2 separate regions of the Mus musculus genome follow, and region 2 is linked to region 1. A link is a contact called in public promoter capture Hi-C data. All regions are on one chromosome and are shown on one strand. The core of a region is the stretch at or near the end of the contact, and the rest is flanking DNA. Distances in the headings are between cores, read along the strand shown. Region 1 holds the start of Csn3 (casein kappa). Region 2 holds the start of Rufy3 (RUN and FYVE domain containing 3).

Region 1 (4,175 bases), core at 1,114-3,613:
TTGTTGTAGGTTTTTATGATTATTATTTACAGCTAAGATCTCATACAGATTTTTATACTAAAATGCCCATCATTCCGGTAAGAACTATGTATAATAGGAAACTGAAAGAGCTCTTTGCACTGAAACTGCTGTCAGAAACATTGTCCTCTGAGAACACAATAGTTTATTGAGATCTTTATAGCACTAATGAGGTAACCAAGAAGTCAAATTGAAAGTCAGGAAAGAAAGCTACACTTATATGAATATCAGCAAAGAAATAATAGTTATAATGGTTATCAGAGGTTTAAAAGAACAAAATATAAGCAAGGTGTTAGCAACAAGAGTAACCATACGTAAATAATTATCTTCCCACTTACTTAAATTGTTTTCACATTGCTTGAAATAGTATCGTCATAGCAACCTCCTCTCAGCCCCTCTAATTGAACAATTATATGGATATACACTCTTAGGACCCATAGGAAAGAGTGCTGGGAGCAGACTTAGACGCTTCCTGTCTCTCCTCTCATAGTATGAGGTTGCTTTGCATTCAGAAAACCAAAGGTGGTGAATCTGTTTCAGACTACTAAATATCTACAGCCTGGGTCTTATTCAGCAGCATATTATTCTCCTTAGAGATCTAAAGGTGTGAGAGTTGTAGATCCCTTTTGCTCTCCTTTGAAGAACGACAGAACATCAAGATAGCTACATGTTTGAGTTTACTTAATTCAACTCAAAACCTCAGCAATGACCGCTCAAAGCTACTCAGACTTAGACTGCCTTAGACTAGAATGTCCCATGCCAATAGCATTTGAGTAAGTGTTGGACTTGACTGTGCACTGTGTCGTGGTAGAAGTGACTGGATGTGTTTTAGTTCACTTTTTTATTCAAAATGCCTGGAACACGATGTGAATAATCCGAGTGGGTCAGAGGATACAGTGTAGCTTTGCAAGCCCCTCCCTTTGAAGTGAGTGAGTGGTTGACCCACGCCAGAAATGCTTTTCTGAAGAGAAGGGGTCCCAGAATTCACTCAGCTATTCTGGACACATATTCCCCTTCTGAAATTATATATGTATGTGTATAAATATATATATACACACACACATATATATATATATATTTTTAGATACATTTGAGTCTTTTTTGGTTATTTTTTAATCAAATAATAAAACAGCTTAAAGCATGTATTCTTAATTGATGATTGAGAAAGGACTGGAATGGAATAAAGCATCTTCAGAGTCTGATGAACCATAACCAGACCATAAATGTCCACCTTTATTCCTAGGCCCTTGAGGCAATAGGATGACCTGACAGTCTCCATACACAGGCTGCTTGTATATTGTGTGTGTCAGAGAAAGAACGAGAGAAGCAAACTTCTAAGAAATAGAAAGCCAGGGCTTATTGTGGAGAAGCTGCACAAGTATTCTCAGGATTCAGAACAATGTTCCCTGCTTTCTAAGACGTGTAATGGTTCCCAGAAACAGGCAGGAATACATAAAAATTATACAATGCTGACATTATTTCTGCTCTGCATTCTGGCTGCTCTGCAGGGATTCCAGTAAATACCTCTGATGAGGTTTTCACAAAGCAAAGTCATTGTTAGCATTACCCTGGGGTGGGGGGAGGGACAGGTAAAGCAGGATATCATTTAGGCAAAATACATGTTTGGCTTCATTTTACTAAAATTTTTACAGCATTGGCAGTTTTGCAATCCATGCGCTAAATCAGAATGATCTGACTCTAAAATAGAACAATGATTCCTAACTCAGTTACTTAATATTGGGCATCCAAAATGGGACACTTTAGGGGTTCATTAAAACAGCATGTGTTCAATGTTTGAACAATTGAGGAATACACGCTGAAGCAAAAACGCAAATGCTCAGCCTTCACAGCAAAGAAAATGTTTCATGCATGAATTTAACTTACAAAACGCACACATAATTAAGACTGCTGATTTTTATTTTTAAAATAAGTAGTTGTACATTTGGAAGAACAATGACCAACATGGACCATACTAAATATAAAGTCCCTTGAAGACATAGTTCTTCAAGTAAAAACACTTAAAATGTGAAAAATAATTGTGGCTATTGGGTTTTAATTTTATTTTAGCAATAACTTTAGTTTCAACTAGATGAAATGATAGAGGTTAAGAATGCAATTAGTACATTTGTATACATTTTCCTATATTTTTAGAAAGCACAGGACATTCATTCTTTAAGGAGTTTGGTTGTTTTCCCTGCATGCTTATGACTCACATCTGTTTCCGGCCTGCTGTGTGCTGACTAAGACTGACCTGCAGGTGACCCTGGTGACCTCAAATCTTGCCTTTCTGTCATCATCCTATTGGGTGAAAAGTAGGAGGGAAATGAGATCTGACTACCGGTACTAATACCCTGTAATTAGTCTCCGTTATTTATCTTGGGTCTTCTCTGCAGCTAAGAGGCCGGGCAAACCCTACTGCCAAGCAAGAATTGACTCCAAATAAAGGTAACTAACCATCTGCCCAGGGCAGTGATGATGTAGAGTAGCTACTTCGGAAACCATCAAGGTTATTTTGGAATCACATTTCCTTTAACTATGCTTTGTCTTAAAGTCTAGGTTTGATACTGTCAAATTATATGAGACATTGTTAACTATAATATTTATAGTAAGCCTACTACTGCTATAAAAAGAGAGGGTTAATTTTTCAGAAAGATAGAACTATAATACTCAAAATAGTCCAATAATTATCTTCAAATCTTATCTCTACCTAAAACTCATAATTCCTTTTATTATAGTGTAATTACATATCATATCATATCTTATTATATTATATTATAACATGCCTTTCAAAGCTAATTTAATTCATATTTTCAAAAATCATGTCTCCTTAGAAAGTGACAGCAACAAACACAAGCATATACCACTATGTATCTGCTATAAAGTAAAATCTTAGCTTTCTACTGAAAAGGAGTTCTTATCATTTAATGTTAATATATATAATGTTACATATGTTTATATGTGTTATATATTATGCAATGTGATATCTATAATGAAGTGTTAATGTAAAAATAAAATAAATATTAAAATATATTCTTTAATTATTGAAGAGGAGTCTGTGATTAAAACAAAGAAATATTATTTTTCAGGTAATGATTTGAAAAGGTAATTAGAAAATAATGGATTTAACAAGGAATTCTATCCTCTCAAGAAAATATTTTGCATAGGTTTTACAAACTTGATTACACATGAGGTATTAGAAATTCAGTGATTTTTTTTTAAGAGGTGGTTCTGGAGTCAGTTTAGCAAACAGCCTTTCTCATCATCAGAGACTCACATCAGGAAAGATAAATGGGCTTGATATTCTTTCCTTTTTCCTCCTGCAGGGTAGGGTCATATAGGTGTTGATTCTGTGATACTTATAAAGCTTATTTTTCCATAGCTCATGTTTACACAAGTGTATCAGAAACAATAGCTTCAGTAAAATACAGTATTCTCACCACAAATACAATATATGCTAACATATTAGAAGTTTTAAGTGTTGTGTTATTACCTAAGAACTATTAAAATTAAATGAGGAGAGGACTTTGTTAGGAAAAGACTAGCTGGTGTGTTTAACTTGCTCAAATATGTTTAAATTGCCATGTCTATACTGCATTAAAGCAGCGAAATCAGTCATATCATGTATATTACTGGAAAAGTAAACTTACATTGTGACAAACATTGCCTCCAATGAGTTCCTGTGATATATTGATTAAGGGCCACAGACATGACCCAGTTTGAGGTCCTGTAACAAATGTAAAGCCTAGAAGGAGGAAATTATTTCCCAATTGTTACACTGTCACAGGAGATTCCGGGTTCAAACCCTTGTCTTCTCACACTGCGTGATTTTCAGTTCATGGAGCCACGCCTTGGTCTGTAGCACAGAACACCAAAATCTTTACATTTTGGGTTCTAAACTTGCTAATTTTCTCTCCCTCAGACAGCACATCAGTTAGAACATCTATGATGTTCTCTAGCTTGGTGCAGATTACAAATCCCTTATCCAGAAGCCCCTGCAGTTTGCTGCCAAGCCCTGGCTGCACCCCCATATTCTCAGCATTTGGCAAAGCTCTTAATCCCAGTAGATTGGATCAAATGAATAGATGATTATGTCTTAGTGATACTTTCATAGTCAAAAATTAACTTTAAACTAATTTTTACTTCAAGTTCAGTGTTTC
Region 2 (4,175 bases), core at 1,137-3,636, 640 kb after region 1:
TTTAATCCCAGCACTCGGGAGGCAGAGGCAGGTGGATTTCTGAGTTCGAGGCCAGCCTGGTCTACAAAGTGAGTTCCAGGACAGCCAGGGCTATACAGAGAAACCCTGTCTCGAAAAAAACCAAAAACAACAACAAAACAAAACAAAAAAAAAAAAAAAAAAAAAAAAGAAACCCAACTAAAGCATAAGCATTGGTTTTTCCTATTTAATAGGATTTTCAATTCCTAGGAGGCAAGATTCTTTATCAAGATTCTCACACTAGGCTCAGCAGTTAAGAGCACTGACTGTTCTTCCAAAGGTCCTGAGTTCAATTTCCAGCAACCACATGGTGGCTCACAACCATCTATAATAGGATCTGATGCCCTCTGCTGGTGTGTCTGAAGACAGCTACAATGTACTCATATACATAAATAAATCTTTAAAAAAAAAAAAAAGATTCTCACGCCTCAAAAGATTCAAATGAGCTGGGTTATACTGGTGCATGCTTGTAATCCCAGCATTCAAAGGCTCCCAGATCAGGAGGATACTCACCTCTCACCCCCAACCTTCTTAAACAACAACAACAACAACAACAAGGGGCTGGAGAGATGGATCGTCACTTCTTGTGCTCTTGCAGGGGATTCGAGTTCCCAGCTCAGAACTGCCTGTAACCACAGCTCCAGGATATCTGACACTGTCTTCTGGCCTCCCGGGCACAGGGCATATACACAAACAGCCACAGGCATGTGGGTAAATTAAGTAGATAAATAATACATCTTAAAAATAAAACTCAACAAACTCCCAAGATGACCAAAGATATGATGGAAACTCTCATTCCATGCTTTTATTTGATTAAAAAAAAAAAAAGTTACATCTTAGATAGGCTTGACCCACCTCTGTGATTGGAGCAGTCTGCAGGTGGGCAGATCTCTGTGAGTTTAGGTTCAGCCTGATCGCAGTGAACGCCAGGTCAGCAGCCTGGCCTGCATGGTGAGACCTGTCTCAAAACAAACATCGTTTTGTCAAAGCGATGACAAGTAGATAGGAACTAGTCAATCTTGTTAGACCATGCTGTAGAGGGTTTACTTAGGTTTCTAATTTTAACTTTTACAAAATCTCTATGAATAATTTTACACAAGAGGACAAATAACTTAGGCAGGTCTAATAAGATCAACGGGTCAAGGAAATACCAGAAACTGAAAGCTACTAGTTAATTTTCTAAGGGTGTTTAAAGTTAGCTTCCTTTTCAAATATTCCTTGTTTTAAAAACCTCAAGACTGGCATTAAAGAACTCCCGTGATGATTTCTAGTAGCAATTCAGCAATTTACGGAGAATAAGAAATATATTTTCTTTCTGAAAGTTTCACTTTCTCTACGGAGTTAAGGCTTAGAGAAGATGGAAGCTAGTGTACAAAACGTCCAGACAGTAATTTCTATTTGATTCCATAGGAGTCTGCGACTCAAAGCTATCCTATCTCAAAGTGCAATCCACCCCAGAGGAGTGTCAGCAGTGCATCTAGCCTGTAAATACCACCTCTTGGAAGCCAAGGCAGGAATTTCAAAGCCAGCTTAGCCTGGGCTTCAAGTGAGCCCACCTACCCCCTCGATTAAAACAAAAAACTGGGAATTTTCTTTTTTTTGGGGGGGGGGGCGGGTTTACTTTGCGCACGTACCGATTCAAATATATGAAATAAAATACGGATGGCTAATTTACTAACAAAAGACAAATACTACGAAAGGGAAAACTATCAACCTGTAATCGGCAAGTGTCCTATAAAGTTTGAAGTAGCTGGTTTAACCCACCCACACGCACCTGCCGTTCTGGAAATCTGGAGAACAAAGTAAGAGCAAACACAACGGTTTCTAAATCGACCTCATGAACATGGAACAAAAACCGGTGGGAAGACTATTGTCTCCTCTAGTTTATCCTATTTAAAGTTCCTGAATCAAAACCGTGAGCCAACCCGTTGAAGGTCTAGTGTGTAAACAGCAAACCGTAGTTTAATACTTAGGGGGTGGGGGTGGGGTCTTTAAAAAAAAATACGAGCATTGGCCTTTTCCGCCCAGATCTTTGCGCCTCTCTCTCCGGTGACCCGCGAAGTTGGCGGTTACACACAGACAACGCCGCTCGGTTCAAGCACCTGGCCAGCAGGGTCCAGCCGGGTAGCAGAGGACCAGGCCAGGCTCACTCTGGGCCCCGTGATCCGGAGGGATCGGCGCTCCGGAGCCCAGCGGAAGGTGCGCGGAGGACGAGCAGGACGCTGCCCCCTAGGGGCGCCGAGCCGCGGCGGGGGGCGGCGAGCGAGGCGGGGCGGAGGCCGGAGGCGGTGCTGGGCAGGCCGCGCCGTCGGGGCGGGGCGGTCCTCAGCTGGCCGGGCCCCGGCGGGGCGGGCGGAACGCGGAGCCCAGGCGGCGGCGAACGGCGGACGGTGGCGGCGCGGGCACGGCGGGGCATCCGATCCTCGCCGTGAGCCTCGGGCCTGGCGAGGCGGCTGCACTGCGAAGCCGCAAGCGAGATGGCAGAGTCGCCGGCGCCCGGCGCGGCTGCTGAAAGTTGCGGCGAAGAGCAGGAGAGGGGCGGGGAGCGGCGCCCCTCCGAGCCGCTGGAACCGCGCGGTGCTAGCGCCCGCGGCGCGGACCGGGAGGACGAGGCGGGGCCCTCGGAGCCGGACTCGCCGGTGGCCGCCCCCTTCTTCCTCCTCTACCCGGGCGATGGAGGCGCGGGCTTCACAGCGCGCCCGCCACCGCAGCGCGCCTGGAGGACCCCGCCGTCGCCCGGCTCCCCGCTGCCCTTCCTGCTGCTGAGCTACCCGAGCGGCGGCAGCGGCGGCGGAGGCAAGCACCGTGAGTGTTGGGCACGGGGACCGGGACGGGGACGCGGTGGCCGGCCGAGCAAGACGGGCTCAGTGGAGCTCCGCCTCTCGCCGGGTTTCGGAGCCGCGCGGGCCGGGGGTGGGGTCCGCGCGCGGGGGCGGAGGCGGCGGCGTGCCCCTCGGCGGTGTCCACCCCTCGGTCGCCCCAGGCCGCGGCCCCGCCAGCTCGCTCCCCCTCGGCTTCCACGTGCTGGGGCCGCGGCGTCCCCTGGCGCCGGCCGGCGGCGCCGCGCACTGGCGCCCTTCCCGGAGGAACCGCGGAGCTGGCGTCCGGGACCGGCTGACGCGCCCCCACCGGTTCCCAGCCGCGGTGGCCAAGTAGGTGTGGCTGCCGCGCCGCCGCCCTGCGGCCTCGGCCGAGCCAGGGGGATTTCTTTGAGCGTCCCCCCAAACCCATGAGGGAAAGCGGTGACCCTCACCCCCCACCCCCACCCAAGTAAGAAAAGAAATGGTCCCGAGGTACGCGAGAGGAAGGAAAGGGAAAGTGTGGCTTAGAAAGGGCACCTCCCAGTGTTGTGTCTTTTGTCAGAGAGACGCTTCCACGCCTTAAAGCCTTGGCCACACTCTAACCCTCCCCAAAATCAGCGAACCCCCATTGGTGCTGTTTTAGGCAACAAATGTTTATTGCTGTTGGCCTTGAGTGGGTCTGTGAGTGTATGTAATGACAGGACTGGAGTGTCAGAGATGGTTTAAAAAAGATAAGACCTTAGTTAAAATTATGAAAAGACCTCTGACAACTCAAAGGATGCTGTAAATGCCAAATACCGTGCTATAGGTAGGAATTCTGAAAAGGGAGGGAAAGTTCCCCGGGGGTAAGTGAGGCTCCCCTCCCTCCTTATTTTTAAAGCTCCCTGATGCAGATCTTGGTTTGACAGCTCTCTGCTGCCAAGAAACTGACTTGGCTTTTTCTGCCTCCCCATCCAACCCTGTGGAAAAGATAAACATTTGTTGAATGTCTCCTGTGTGCGAGCACCGCGATTACCAACGCTATCAAGTCTCTGTGAGCAAAACAGACAACCTCCTTTTCAGCTGAGGAAGCCGAAGATTAGACTAATTACATGATTTGTTTTCAGTAACAGTTTTATGAAGCAAGCATGACCCAGATTCCTTGTCTTCCATGACTGAGCTCTTTAATCAAACATCCGAGATCCAAACTGATCAGATGGTGTGTGTCGGGTTAGCAGGAAGGAAGTTCGGGATTCAGCTAGGGAAAGGCCAGTGTTAGCTCTCTTCTTACCTAAAACGTGGTCCTAGGCAGATCTGCTTGAATCTTGCAAAAATAACATTTCCTCTGAGTTGTGTGCTCTAATCTCCAGATAGGAG

Evidence for each region. Promoter capture Hi-C pulls out the DNA fragments that hold promoters and counts their contacts.
Region 2: a promoter capture Hi-C map of second pharyngeal arch cranial neural crest shows a contact between it and region 1. The contact joins the promoter of Rufy3 here to the promoter of Csn3 in region 1. A contact is called at or near these places in 6 of 39 promoter capture datasets (cranial neural crest, frontonasal cranial neural crest, hippocampal neurons and 3 more).

What each region holds. Positions count from the first base shown.
Region 1 is chr5:87,923,216-87,927,390 of GRCm38.p6, forward strand. It overlaps Csn3 (casein kappa), which reads left to right and starts at 2,364. Exons shown (of 5, transcript NM_001356570.1): 1 at 2,364-2,463. All of the region lies in intron 2 of 1700066N21Rik (RIKEN cDNA 1700066N21 gene), which reads right to left.
Region 2 is chr5:88,562,654-88,566,828 of GRCm38.p6, forward strand. It overlaps Rufy3 (RUN and FYVE domain containing 3), which reads left to right and starts at 2,387. Exons shown (of 18, transcript NM_001289774.1): 1 at 2,387-2,823. The coding sequence starts at 2,496. It overlaps Gm42107 (predicted gene, 42107), which reads right to left and starts at 2,905. Exons shown (of 2, transcript NR_168902.1): 1 at 2,121-2,905; 2 at 787-976.